Linked DNA regions of Mus musculus: region 2 is linked to region 1. Evidence: chromatin contacts called from public promoter capture Hi-C data. All regions are on one chromosome and are shown on one strand. Each heading gives the region's core, a stretch centred on a gene start, on an enhancer-like site or on the middle of the called end of the contact. The rest is flanking DNA. Distances are from core to core; before and after follow the strand shown. Region 1 overlaps Dab1 (disabled 1). Region 2 holds the start of C8b (complement component 8, beta polypeptide).

The links. Promoter capture Hi-C pulls out the DNA fragments that hold promoters and counts their contacts.
Region 2: a promoter capture Hi-C map of liver shows a contact between it and region 1, with 2.7 times the contacts expected there. The contact joins the promoter of C8b here to the enhancer-like site in region 1. A contact is called at or near these places in 3 of 39 promoter capture datasets (embryonic stem cells and liver) and 2 of 9 other capture datasets (liver and pancreatic islet).

What each region holds. Positions count from the first base shown.
Region 1 is chr4:104,511,533-104,518,383 of GRCm38.p6, forward strand. All of the region lies in intron 5 of Dab1 (disabled 1), which reads left to right. Among named protein-coding and RNA genes, the nearest start is that of C8b, 250 kb to the right of the region's middle. Within about 2 kb of position 3,374, at least 17 of the 459 cell types and tissues checked have an H3K27ac peak or open chromatin away from gene starts, as enhancers often do. A contact at or near this core is called in liver, where this site is marked.
Region 2 is chr4:104,761,457-104,768,517 of GRCm38.p6, forward strand. C8b (complement component 8, beta polypeptide) reads left to right here and starts at 4,861. Exons shown (of 12, transcript NM_133882.2): 1 at 4,861-5,030. The coding sequence starts at 4,942.

The DNA.
Region 1 (6,851 bases), core at 2,124-4,623:
TTCGTAATGACCTACTGTGGCCCTCTTAGAGACTTTCCCCTTAAATTTGGCTTCAAGATCCCACCTTTAGTGTCTTCCACATCCACAGCTGAGCTGCTTATGTGATCTCTGATTGTACCTCGAACTTTTGAGTATCATTTAAGGAAAGGATGTGTAGAGAGAAGGGAGGATGTGGGAAGGAGAAGTAATTAAGCATAATAAGACTTTAGAGAGTAACCATTAATTTGGATGTGAAATATAAAATTGCCTTTAAAGTAATAGAGGATAATGCCGGGTGGTAGTACTGTCTAGCATGGGGAGGGGTGGGCTGTTAATAACACACCAGGAAAGAGCATGCATATAGAAGCTCCTGGGTTTTTGTGGTATTAATGATGTTGGTTTCCCTTCACTGCTGATTTAAGATACACATTTCATAAGTGGCACATTAGAGCAAGTCAGTCAGACGCAACCTCTGAACAGTCATTTCATATCTTAAGGTTAATATTTAATCAGGAGATATTTACAGCTCTTTATTTTAATGCCTCGAGATGGCAGTTCAACAGAATTATCAGGAATGTTCCGTGTGGGGCTCGTGAGTATGCAGAGCTTGGGTCTGATATCTGTAGACACTTGAGGACTTTTAAAGATATATTTTGATTTGTTTAACATAATAACAAAGGATCTGGATATTAACTGTTGGCGTGGTAACACATGCGTTGCTTGGGTTTCACAGAAGAGTCTTCTGGATGCTATGTAAGTCCCTTACATAAAATGGCCCAGTGTGTACACAAAATCTACACATAATTTCTCCTGTGCTTCCCATAATCTCTGTCATACCTAATTCAATGCAAACACTCTGTAATTAGTCACTGTTCTGTGCTTTTAATACATGGTCTGTTTCTCTTCATGACAGTCACCACAGCCTTTGTGGCAAGTATTTTCAGCCCTCTGAATGTGTGGGCATGGGACCCGTGGACACAGAAGGCTGCGTGTCCAACACAGAGTTAGCATGATTTCTATCCTACTTTACTTTCTAATGCCACGATGAAACACCACAACCAAAAGCCACTTGAGAAAGAAAGGATGTAACTGGCTTACATCTCCCCATCATAGTCCATCATGGCGGGAAGTCGGGGCAGCAATTGGAGCAGGAGCGGAGGCAGGAACCGTGGGAAAAAGCTGCTTATTGTCTTACTCCCAGAGGCTTATCCCACTCCAGTAGTGGCACCGCCCATGTCGGGCTGGGTCCTCTCACATCAATCATTAACCAAGAAAATGACCGACAGGCAATCTGATGGGGACAATCCCTCAATTAAAGTTTCTCTTTTTCAGATGACCCTAGTTTGTATTGTGTTGTCAAAAATCTAACCAGGTATAGTAATATGTAGGTTTGACTCAACCTTCTAACTCTCTGAAATTATCAGGACGGAGGTCAGGTGGTATATTCTAGAGCAGCAGATTGTCATTTGACGGTTTGTGGAAGGAAAGGCATTTACTCATTGGTTTGTTTACTTATCCATCCATGAGGTATCTCTTGGCCATTTGTTAGGGATCAACAGTTCAAAAAGACTCTGGGTTTTTCTACTCTATATTGTGGACAAGTAAGTATTATATTCCAGAAAAAATGTGCATTTCCACATTTAGTGATCAAGGACTTGGCAGAGTACTTATAAGATGAGCAGAAAAATTCATGTGTGTATATAGAGAAAATTATTGCTAGAGCAAAATACTCTAAATATTAAACATGCATGCCTCTGATTTTGCAGATAAAGCATTTATTTTATTTTCACTCTTGCATTTATATTTTTCAAGTTTTCCATAATAAACATCCCTAGCTTAACAAAAACTAAAATAAGTAAATAAGGTGGTATTCGGTTATATAGTTGGTCAGGGTGTGTGACTGGAATATTTTTAGATGCTTAACCATGATACATGGTACATAGCAAAACAAACTTTGTGTAAAAAGATTGTCCATTTGAATTCTTGCCCTATCAATTTGAATTTCCCCACTTCTAAAAGCCAGCAGGTCTACTGTCTTGTGTGGTATATGCTTGTGTCTGGCAAGATCAGTGATTTCTGATGTGATTAAAGGGGCTCATGCAAGTGAAGAATTATTCTAAAAAATAGATGCTTTGGGTAATTGATTATCTTGTGTGTGTTGCCCTAATGATGCTGTCTGCAGGATGAAATATCTCTCCTCCATTTTCCAAAGCAGCAGTCTGTAACCCCAGGTGACACTAGGATTTCCTTACTAGCTTTAATTACTCAGTACAGAAGCTGCCGTGCCGAGCTTCGGCGGGCTTCACCCACAATGTGAATGCCCACTGATGAGCTAGCCCATCATTGCGCACTGGGGTAGTCATGGAATTTGGAAACCATTAGAAAGCTAGGCAATTTCATTATTCATTCACTTGAAATAATCCCGGGACTGCTTTCAGTGACATGGTTCCTTCGGCAAATAAAGATAAGCCAAATCCCTGGGCACTCCAAGAAGGGGCAGATTCTCTAAATTAATTCCAGGCTCAAATAATTCAGCAGTATTTGTAATATTCTGTGCATAAATTGCCAATTTGCTAGCGAGATCAGGAAATGATAAAGGCTTCTGCCCCCTCCCCCCCTCCTCATCTTAACAAGTGCCGAGGCAGCTATAAAATAAAAGAAATGTTTTATTCTTAATAAATGTCCTATCAGGTAGTGCACTGATTAAAGGTGTCCAAACATGGCATCCCTCCCCCTACAAAGCAATTATTTTTCATCAGAAAGACTAAACTATATGGGGAGCTGAGGATGGCTGCAATTGGGCTTTTCCACACAGGAAAGTTTATGTTAATAATAAATGTACTTGCAATGTGAAGTATTATGTTAATAATAAATGTACTCACAATATGAACAAGTCGGAGATGAAGGGTGATAATACCACAGGTGTCCTTTATTCATTGTAGCGAATGTTTTGTTTTGTTTGTGGGTTGTGAAAGACTGTTGGCTCTTTCCTGATGATAACCGACCCCAGGCACCCCTAAATCCACCCCTCATTTCTGGAATCTCTTTCCTCTTTCCCACTCCTACTGCCTTTTGGGCATCCTGATCCTGGCTGGGGCTGGGGTTGGGGCTGGGGGCGGGGCTGGGGCGGGGCTGGGGGCGGGACTGGGGGCGGGGTCTTTGGGAGGCCCGCTTCATAACGGAATGAAAAGGTTCCACTGTTCTGTTCCTGGGCGGTGGTGCTGAAGCTGGGCTACAGCGTGAGCCTTAGATCCCTCCAGTTATGCCCATTGAGTGAATGGAGATCCACAAAGCTGACAGTCCTCCAGCAGGTCTGCCCCTCTCTCCTCCCTGCAATCAGTACACAAGGCTGGGGACTCCTGCTCTGCTGCTGTCTCTATGAAGGGCCACTAGCAGAAACCGTCCATTAGGGGGAGCTCCACACCTCACAGCTCTTTCCTAGAAATCAGAGAAATCACCCTTCATATGGCCCCCAGCAGAAGGGTGGCGCTAAAGAGTGGATGCTGCCTTCCTGCTGAGTAGTTAATAGAGGGTAGATGCCCTTTTGTTTGAGTTGTTAGCTCTTCCTCCATTTCCCCTGATGATGCATCCTGTTCACTTGGGCAAGAGCTATCTGCAGTCACCTATGTGACCAGAGTCCTCCCTACTCCCATCCCATAATCCAATTGGGTACCCTCTCCACCCACCTCCTGGGGAACCTCCCCATCCCAGGACCCTCCCAGGGAATCTTCCTACCCCTTACAGCACCAACCCTTCATCCTCCAAGGAACTGTTTTTACCCCTCTACTCTCCCTGGGACCTGTCACATCCCACCATCTTCCCAGGTGGGATGTGACATTCCCAGAATGTTAAAGAGAGGCCACTCAGCTCCCTGAGCCTATGCCAGACCACCATTGTCCAGGTTGAATGCCTTCTTCTCGGTGACAGAAACATCTCTTATTTATTTTATATCCATCATTACTGTAAATCACATCACAAATGTGATATCATTCTTTGTCCAGCTAAAGACATGAGAACTCATAGTAGTACCCAGTGTTTATCTGATATATCCACGAGACTGTTTTTATTTTTAGCTACAAACCATACATTGAACCCATCTAAGATTGTGAAATTTACTTTTTAAAAATTTCCATGGAAATAAATATTTCTTAATGTATTTTTTTACTATATGTAAAATAGTCATACAGATCTTTGTTATCAATGGAATCAAATAAGGTAAGTGCCTGCACCTCTTCTCTGGTCCTTCAGGTTAAGCTATTATGAGTTCTTAATCCAGTACTTAGATTGCAAGGAAAGAAGGGTTTTACCTGAGCTGAAATGTTATCCACCTGGCTACAGAATCAACTTGGAAGACGTTGGCTGCGGGCCAGGTTTGCACTGGTAATTAATCAGTGCTGGATAGGAGCTTTTCAGTATGAAAAGGACAAATGAATGGATCCTGAGGTGGGTATCAGTGAGATTCCCCTATTATTAAATGTACTCTTAAGTTATAGAGAACTCGGCTTTGCAGTCTTTGGGCCCGTGGTTTTGAAGGAACTGTGGCTATGCTTTATCCTCAGGGCTTCGAGGGGCAGGCAGGCAGCTGGGGGGGGGGGAGGGGGAGGGGGCGTTGCTTTCATCACATCCCGGACTCTGCTCAACAGTTCAGGACTGGAGCTTCTACCACAGCCCTCACACAGGGATCTCTACTCCTCTTCAGGTCCCTTGGTCACACAGATGGTCCAGAGTTCTCTGTTGCTGAAATTGCTATTGACACATAGGGAAATCTCTTCCCCAGCTGGCTTTGCTGGAAGAAAAGTGTTTCAGAGACCAGCCAAGGAAAAGCAAAAATCATCTTTTCCATTTCAATGCATGGAGTGAAACCCTTTTTAATTAATTTTTTTTTCACTCTGTTTAAATGGATCTGATAAAAGTCTTGAAGTGAGAGAATCAAGGGCCAGAAGTTGCATGCCCTTGTCTGGTGATGTCTCGTTTTGTCTCCTCAAGAGTGTGTTTAAGCTTCTTACTGGCTGTCCTAGTGTACTTCAGGTGATTGGTTGTATAAAACGCTAAACCTTTAAATACTTCTTTACAAAATTATCCAGCTCCAGCAAGCTAGACAGTTTTAATAGGCTTGTCCTTAAAGGAGCCATGTGGGTATAAGAGGGAGCTGTGAACAACTCTACACGTCTCAGCGTTTCTGTGAGTTCTAAGGATACCCATGATGAACCACAGTGTCAAGGCAATAAAATGACTGAGTTTCCCCACATCCCTGCAAGCCACCAGACCTAAAACCATTCTTTTCCTTCTGGCAATAATGGCTTTCACTGGAAAAACAAAAGTCATAGACAGTTGAGTATTTAAACTAATATTCATCATGGCTTGTTAGGTGGGCTGGAAGGGCTATTTTGGTAATTAGATGCCTCACAGTCTTTATTGACAACATGTGTTTTTTTTTTCTATAAACTTAATTATTTTACCACACTGTTCTTCTAACAGGTTTATGCTGTACTGCCCTGTGTGCATGCATGGCCGTTATTGCATCCTGTACCAACTCTACGAATACACACACACACACACACACACACACACACACACACACACACCACTGCCATTACCGCCACCATCACAGAGCCTCTGATCTCTGATACAGCAAAAGCAACGTGAGCTTTGAATCTAGAAAGATGCACGTTTCAGTCCTGGACCTGGATGTTGTCACTAAAATCATGTTCTCTCAGCGATGCTTTTCCTCTCTCGTCTGTAAAACGGGGAATAGAAGGATCCCCTGTTGAAGCATGAATGTGGAAGCATTGTGGAGTAAAAAAAATGTATTATATGATACTAAACTAATGAATGAGTACTGTTGGGATGAACGGATCTTAGCTGGACTGGTGGACAAAAAGAAGCCCCAGGAAGCCGCAGGGGCTTCTACACTCTGGGAGAAAGAGGATCTTTCAAAGATGTTCTCAAGAGATCCTGCTCCAGGTAGACTTAACGAGAGTTCAGGCTTTTGTCCCAGGCAGTGGGGGAATCTCCAAGGACTTCTCCTAGTCTGTCCGTCTAGATCTCTATGTGATGGGGGCCGAAGACAAAAGTTCAGTACTGTCAGGGCCCTGTGCTTGTTTGTTCCATTGTTATAACTTTTTATAGGATGTTCCCTTAGGTTTTTATATCTTAATTCCTCAGTAGTTACTGCCTAATTACATATTCTAATTCTTCAGTAGTTATTGCCTGGTTACATTATAAGAATTGAAACATGGATGACCCCAAAGATGATATTATCAAACTTCACCTATCGGTGGATTGTGCCAGCTGGGGGAGGAGCTTTTGCCTTCATGCATAGTTCCACAAGCTACAAGGTGTGCATGGCTGCAAATATGATTCTTTCCTATGGCACCATCGGCCCAGCTTCAGATCTATTCCCCATCCTCCTGTGACCGTGTCAAAGCACTTTCATTTCTTTGGGCTTTGATTTCTCCCTCTTTGAGTTCAGTAGAGTAAAAATTTGTCAATGTGATTGTGTTCTGTCTTCCAAAACCACTTAAAAATATTTACTTTTATACTTTGATAACAATATGTATTGTATATTGAGCATCTTTCCTCTGTTCTTCTTACTCTTTCCTCTTTCCTCCCGTACAGTCTGCCTTGTTGCCTAGTCAGGCTTGTTTGTTCTTTCATGTCATGTGCATGCGTGAGAGTGTATGTGTGTGTGTGTGTGTGTATTGCATATACCTGTGTGTTCATGTGCACATGTGTGTACATGCTAGTGGAGGTCAGAAGTGAACATTGAATGTCTTTCTCAGTTGCTTTCCACCTTACATTTTGAGAGGCTGTCTCTGATTAGACCTCAGGCTCCTGGATTCAGGCTGGCTGGCCACTGAGCTCCGTTGTAG
Region 2 (7,061 bases), core at 3,611-6,110, 250 kb after region 1:
GCTCCTTGCTCCAGTGCTTTTCCCTAATCCATTCTCTGCACTGCAGCAGAAAGACTCTCTCTCACAAAGCGAGCCGCCCCTCCCCGCAGCCCCTGATGTTCAGACGCTCTCCCAGCGCTTAGAATAAATTCCATGTCAGCAGCACTACCCATGAGGCCCTGGTAACTATCTCAGCCAACCTTCACATTTTCTTTCCTCTCTACTGATAGTCATGCTGACTACCCTATGTGGGAGACCTTTATGTCTCTACCCAGATACCCTCTGTCCCTGCAGGGCTACAGACCCTCCCTCTGGCTTTCTGACTTCTCCTTAACCGTTAAGACAAGCTACCGTCTGAGAATACACCCCCCCCAACTACATACATGCTTATGCACTTGTCCTGTGTCCGGAGTATACCAAGCAGACGTCTGTCACAGTGCAGTTTCCACAGGAAGCTGTCAGCTCTCATGGACAAGGGCTAGTACATCTTGAGACATAGTGACTTGGCATTGTATTCATTGTCAAGTAGGTGCTCAATAAAAGACCACTGCCACATTATTGCCTGCATTTGCAACTCGGGTAAATATTGCTCAGAGAGCTTAAGAGATTTGTTCAGGATATAAATTAATAAATAAGTTATAGTGATTAACCTTGACTAGATTAAGGACAACCTGAGAGTTTAACAAAACATGCCCTTGAGCGTGTGAGGTGATGCCTCCCTAGAGATGGTTAGATGGTAGGTTAGATGGTTGGGGGCATCTCTAGAGATGGTTAAATGGTGAGGGTACTCATGGAATGAACATATCACTGGCTTGTTTCATTCATCACAGGATGGCATTAGTTGCAGGTGTTGAAAGATGGTGCTTGGAGCCTTGATGGGGCAAGTAGGCCTCTCTGGGTCTTCCTTGGGGACTTTATCTTGTTGTGGCCTCTTCCCATATGCTGTGTGATCATTTCTCGACTTTCAAGAGGTGAAGAATCTTCGCCACCTGCTTCTGCCAACATGATGTTCTGCAATAAGCCAAGTTGCTTTTGATCATGCTATTTACCACAGCAATAGAAAACAAAGACACAAACCCAGAAGTTGATTGAACCAACACAATTACCAGCTTTGCCCAAACGTGGTAAGTGACCTACCAAGAATGCAGTGCTTTTCTGGCAAAACCATAAAACTTGGAGTTGGTAGTGGACCTGGGTGGAGGCTGTAAAAATCCATCAGGAGAGGTTGGCATATGGATTCAGATAGTAATGAATTTCTACAGAGTTTAAAGGTTTAGGGATCTATGACCCATTTTAAAGCTCCCTCCTGATCAGCAGTAAGAAGTACAGCCCTTAGGACCACAGCTAGAGCCGAGGACTGAGGAAGTCTTACCTTTTCGCCAAACTTGGAGCAATGCTGACACTCTCTAGGAGCGGAGGAGAGCCTCTGAACATGAAAAGACAGTGTCTGAGGGTCAGGAAAAAACCCAAAAGCTTTATACCTAGCAATGGATTTGCTGCCATCATCCAGCTGTGGAAGCAGCTGTGGAGCCGCAACCTCCAGGCATGGGAGGGATCTCGGGTTTGTTGATTTACTGTTGATTTCAAATAGGCAGAAGATCTAGCTGCGGGAATGTGAGTTACTATCTCTGCAGCTGAAGGCTGCCTCCCACATGGCCTTCTGAGAGCTGCATGGAGAAGCTCAGAGGGTGCTATGACGTTAAAATTCCAGATGTTTCTAGGGCCCAAAGGACCTGTGAGGCAGGGATAAGCCAGCTGGGAGGGTCTACTTGTCCAAATGACATTGGCATAAAACAATGAGTAGTATTTAACCCCCTGTGGCATCTATTCTGGGCAAGCATAGAGGTGAGAACCCATGATTCATTTCTGTAATGCTAACTTTTAGGTTCCTTCATGGATGATTGGCAGTGAGGAGGTCCGAAGGAGACCTTACGATATAAGGACTTGATACCTCCTCTTAGTCCTCTTACATATGCTGTGGTGTTTTTGTCTTTTTGTTCTCTCTCTTTCTCTCTCTCTCTCTCTCTCTCTCTCTCTCTCTCTCTTTCTCTTTCTCCCTCCCTCCCCCCTGCCTCTCTCTCTCTCTCTCTCTCTCTCTCTCTCTCTCTCTCTCTCTCTCTCTCTCTCTCTCTCTCTTTCAGAAAATGCCTGATTGGTCTGTGGGCAAATCTGTGGGGCATTTTCTCAATTAATGATTGATGTTGGGGAGCCCAGCGCTCTGTGTTTGGTGCCACTACTGGGCAGGTGAGCCTTGGATGTATTTAAAACAAAAAAACAACAACAACAAAAAAAAAAAAACAACAAAAAACAAAAAAAAAAACCAAAAAACCAAGCTGAGCATTTGTAAAGAAGCCAAGAAGCAATATGCCTCCATGGTCTTTGTTTCTGTCTCTGCCTCTGACTTCCCTTCAGGACAAACTAGGATTGGGTTGATGAAACCAAAGAAACCTGTTCCTCCCTAAGTTGCTTTCGGTTGTGGTTTCTTTATCATGGCAATAGAAAGCAAACTAACCCATGCATGGATGGAAATGGGGATAGTTCTTAGAACTCAATTTTCTGCTTGTTTACCAAAGATTAACTATGCAAATCAATTGTGTCAAAGTTCAGGTCAAGTGCATCCTTTGGGGATGTTAGGGAGACAGTGACTTGTGCTTGAGTTAATGGCGACTGTAATATGAGCAGGTTAGTCTGCAGTAGAGCATGTGCTGCTGAGCTGTGGGCACAGGGAATGTGAGGGGACAGACCACTGTCTTCCCAAGATGTCCCCCTACCCCTTCTCTACAACTGCAGCCCGGCTACTCCAGCAGATACAGAGAGGTGACAGGCTGGGAGACCGCTCCAACTTATATTCAGAAGTAGGTGAAGGGTCTCATATTTTAAACATTCAAACCTGGAGACAACCTAAAGAGTGGATGTCAATGAATGGTGTCTACTTTACAGATAAGACAGTTCTGGAGAAATATGCAATGGCAGAGAACAGCAAATGCTTTCTCTGTCCCACCCTCAAGTGTCGCATATCGCCCCTTCCTCTGAGGTTCCTCACCACGTTCCATCTCTCCCAGCCTCTGCCCTTTAAAGAGTTGCAGGTTGGTTTGTTGACATTGTTTGGCGAGTATAATTTGTGATTTGATTTTAGATTTGATTCTTGCTTCACTATGCTTCCAGTATTCACATCCTACCTTAGCTTTGCACAGTGCTCCATCTTTCCTCAGCCTGGTGCTCTTTGCCACTGTCTGCAGGTTGGAATCGGGACCACAGGTCCACAGGACCACAGGCCCACAGGACCACAGTCTAGGTAGGACTCAAATGTGTAAATGCCCACCTCACGTCTGGTCATAAACTATCTGACAGGTGCTTTTTTTTTCCTTCCCTCCCTTCCTCCCTCCTTCCTTCGAATGTCCTGTGTGTACAACATATGTATGCAGAGGTCAGAGGAGGATATTGGGTACTCTCCCCTATCATTCTCTATTGTAGTCCTTCAAGACTGGGTCCCCTAGTCCTGAAGATTGTGCTCACTACAGGTGCTTGTGACCAGACTGAGTGGGGTTTTGTTTTGGGGTTTCTTTTAAACATGGGTACTGAAGGTCTGAGCTTAGTCTTCCTGTTTGCACGTGTGTTATTACATACTAAGCCATCTCCCAGGTCTATAAGAAGCATTTGTAGATGTTTTAAGGAAAGTAGCTGAGTAGATTATGTTATTTCTAGAGTACTTCTACCTGGTCTTTAAGTTGACTGAACGGGGAGGCATAGCAGGTTACCTCAGAGCCATCCTGAGCAACAGAAAGCTATAGATGGGGATGCCTAGCCTAGGCACAAATAGTGGGGTGACGGTGGTAAATGATACCTGCCTTGGCTGTGCTCAGCCCTAGAGAAGTAATCGGGGTTTCTATAACCTGGAAAGCGAGGAAAGTGGTAGGTGATGAGTCTGCTAGCTACTTAGGTATATTACCTGTGGCTCTCAACAGTCTCCAGCAAATATTAGAGACAAATGTTGGATTGGCCTGAACCAATGCCTGCTAAACGTTACTTCCTAATTGCCCCATAAATAAGACACCATAGAAGTTGTGTCAATGCCCCAATACATATTTGGATGTTTTCTTAAAATTACAGTTTTTACAACATCTCCTTGCATGACATTGGCACATTTAGTATCTCACCTAATTCTTCCAGCTCTGAGACACTTGGTCAAGAGGAAACAGAGAATGTCAGCTGTATACAGAGCATACACGGTACCTGGCTGGCAGTGTTCAACGTGTTCTGAAGAGTTAAATTTACTGATGTTTTTATGTTTTATTAACATATACTAATCATGATAATAATGGCTTTCATTGTGACATGTTCATGTGTATTTTGAATATATCTCCTATCCCCCCTCTCCCCTCCACTGACCCCTGCAGCACAACCCTGGGAGACAGGCACTGTTGTCATCTGTTTTGTAGAGAGGGTAGTATGTGTTCTGGTTACACAGCTGAGAATTACATAGAAAGAATTAGGGAAAGCATATAGAAAGAACCCAACGGCAGGTAGCTGGGCTCTGGAACCCTCTCAGAGTTCCTACAAACCTAGGACTTAGACACCACAGTCCCATCTGTCTTCAGGCCTTGCAGCCCCTGTACTGAGAACAGAACATGAGTCTGTGTAGCCAGCATGTGCCTGCACTCACTACTTTACCTGTATTAACCCTCTAACCCTGAGCATTTGGGGGAGAGGGGGGGATTGGTATGTGGCTTTCCGAAGTACTCAGGTAAGGCTGCTTCCATGGAATCACAGTTCTCACTGTCCTAGGTGTGCGGTATCACAAGTGAGTACATTCGTGCTGTGCAAAGCTGAGGTTCCAGGTACAAGCGCCTGTTTGCTTTGCTGACCTGTTTGCTCTATGTCAACAGAACTGAGAGCAGCAAGAGCGAGCAGGCTATTTCAACCATCCTCGAATCACACTGGATCTCCCGCTACACAGAAAATATGAAGATAGGGGCTCAGGTTTGGAGGGCACTGGCAAAGTCGTGTCTCCTCTGTGCTACTCTGGGATGTCTCCATTTCCCTGGTTCCAGGTAAGTGGTGGGTACAAATGATTCCCTGATCGGTCACGTGGCAGAAAGCCACATAATGCTGACCAACTCTGCCACATGCCTGTGGGCAGAGGAACGTCTCTGAAAGTGATTTGCATGTGTCTGGCAAAATAAGATCAACAATTCCTTCTGAACTATCATGGACCCAAGTGCCTGGCTTCAACAAGAGTGTCTGTTACAGAACTGGCATGGTTTAATATATTCTGTCGCTCTGTGAAGAGTAGGATACAAGTTCTATAGCTGAACAAAGCTTTGGTCTGATTCTCTGTGCAAAAGAAGGTTTATTATATATGAAAATGAGCCCGTTTATGTGAATGATCTTAATAATGGCATTGTGCTGCTCTACCTGCTCAACAGCCCAATATATCTAGGGTGAGGGAGTGAGTGGGTCTCTCAAACTCCCACTTTCTCTCTTCCTTTCTTTTCCCTTCCCCCTTTCTCACAAATATTTGTTCCCAAAGAGGAAAAAAAAATCAAGATTTATTTCATCAAAGTTTTCATTCACAAGAAGTGAAGCAGCTAAAGAAAATAACCTTAGTCTGGGTTCAAACTTGAGTTCCAAAGACAGATGTGGCAGAGAAAGCAATCTGGAGACCTTCCTTGTGCCAGAGCAGTTCCCACTGTGAGATGTGGAAGGACTCAGGTACCTGGATGCTCGTGAGCACTTGTGTAGAAAGAAAGAGGTACAGCTGTTCTCTCTGCTCAGACTGCTCCCCGGTAGTAACCTCTCATTCATGTGAGCAGCACCAGGGTTCACGCGCCTCCTGTCCTGAGCTCTGCACCATGCTATTCGGCCTCCTTGAGAACCTTCCCCAGGACCGGGATTCTGAGTCTTTACCACCCACAGACTCTCCTTTAGAACCAACAAGACCCTCGACTTGGTGAAGAGACTGTCTGTACATGCTTCCCATGCATTTCCTTCTGGGCACAGAGGACTCTGCAGTACCCAGTGAATTGTGCCTGGAGGGAAGGGCTCAGACATCGCTCTCAGAAGCAGCATCATACCCCTGTCCACAAGTCCCTTGATTGCCTCAGAGGATACAGAGCTGAACAAGCCCAAACTCATATTCTCAGGGAGCGTGGCTATGTGGGGGGCAAATACAGAGACTCGTAAGAGTTGGTGCAGGGACAAATAACAATCAAGGGAGAGAGGGAAAGAGTGGCTGGTCCTCCTGAGCAGGAGTCCTGGCAAAGGATGAAGGATGCACTAGGCAGAGATAACAGCACATGCAAAGGCATGGAGTTATAAGAGAGAGAGAGAGAGAGACTAGCTTGTTCCCATGGCTCCAGGTTCATTTCACTATCATTGAGTAGACAACAAGGTAGGACCTGGAAGGAGGAGAAGGAGGAGGAGGAGAAGGAGGAGGAGGAGGAGGAGGAGGAGGAGGAGGAGGAGGAGGAGGAGGAGGAGGAGGAGAAGGAGGAGGAGGAGAGGAATAAGTAGCTAGGGAATGCAAACCACACCCTTCAGGCATAGACCTGAAGGGAAGGTGTGGAGCAATGAGACATACATATTGGCAAGTTCCCTTTGAGGTAGGTAGGAACAGGAGCTCCACCAGGTGAGAACAGAACAGGCTACGAAACTCACAGCTATGTGTGTGTCATGTAAGGAAAGGGTGACCCCTCATTCCCAAACTGATCCCCAGAGGGGAGAAGAGAATGGCTTGGGCTCAGTGATCTTCCTGCTCTTCCTGACCCCTGGTTGGATATTCTGATCTGCACCCATGATTTCTATGTACCAGTGCTGAACACAACCTGCCTTTGAGTATCACACCCAAAAAAAATCAAACAAGAAAAGCATTCTGTTCAGGGGCAGAAAGTGCTGCAACCTCCCTCCCGCCGTAAAGGCTGTCATCATTTCACTCACTCAGGTCACACTGTCATATGGCCTATTGATCACTATTGATTGTCACTCTGTTCCAGGCATGGACTCTTATTCTCACAGCCGTTCGATCACTTACAGGGGCAGAGAGAAGGAAACTGAGGACTATGTGAAGACTGTGACTCTCAAGG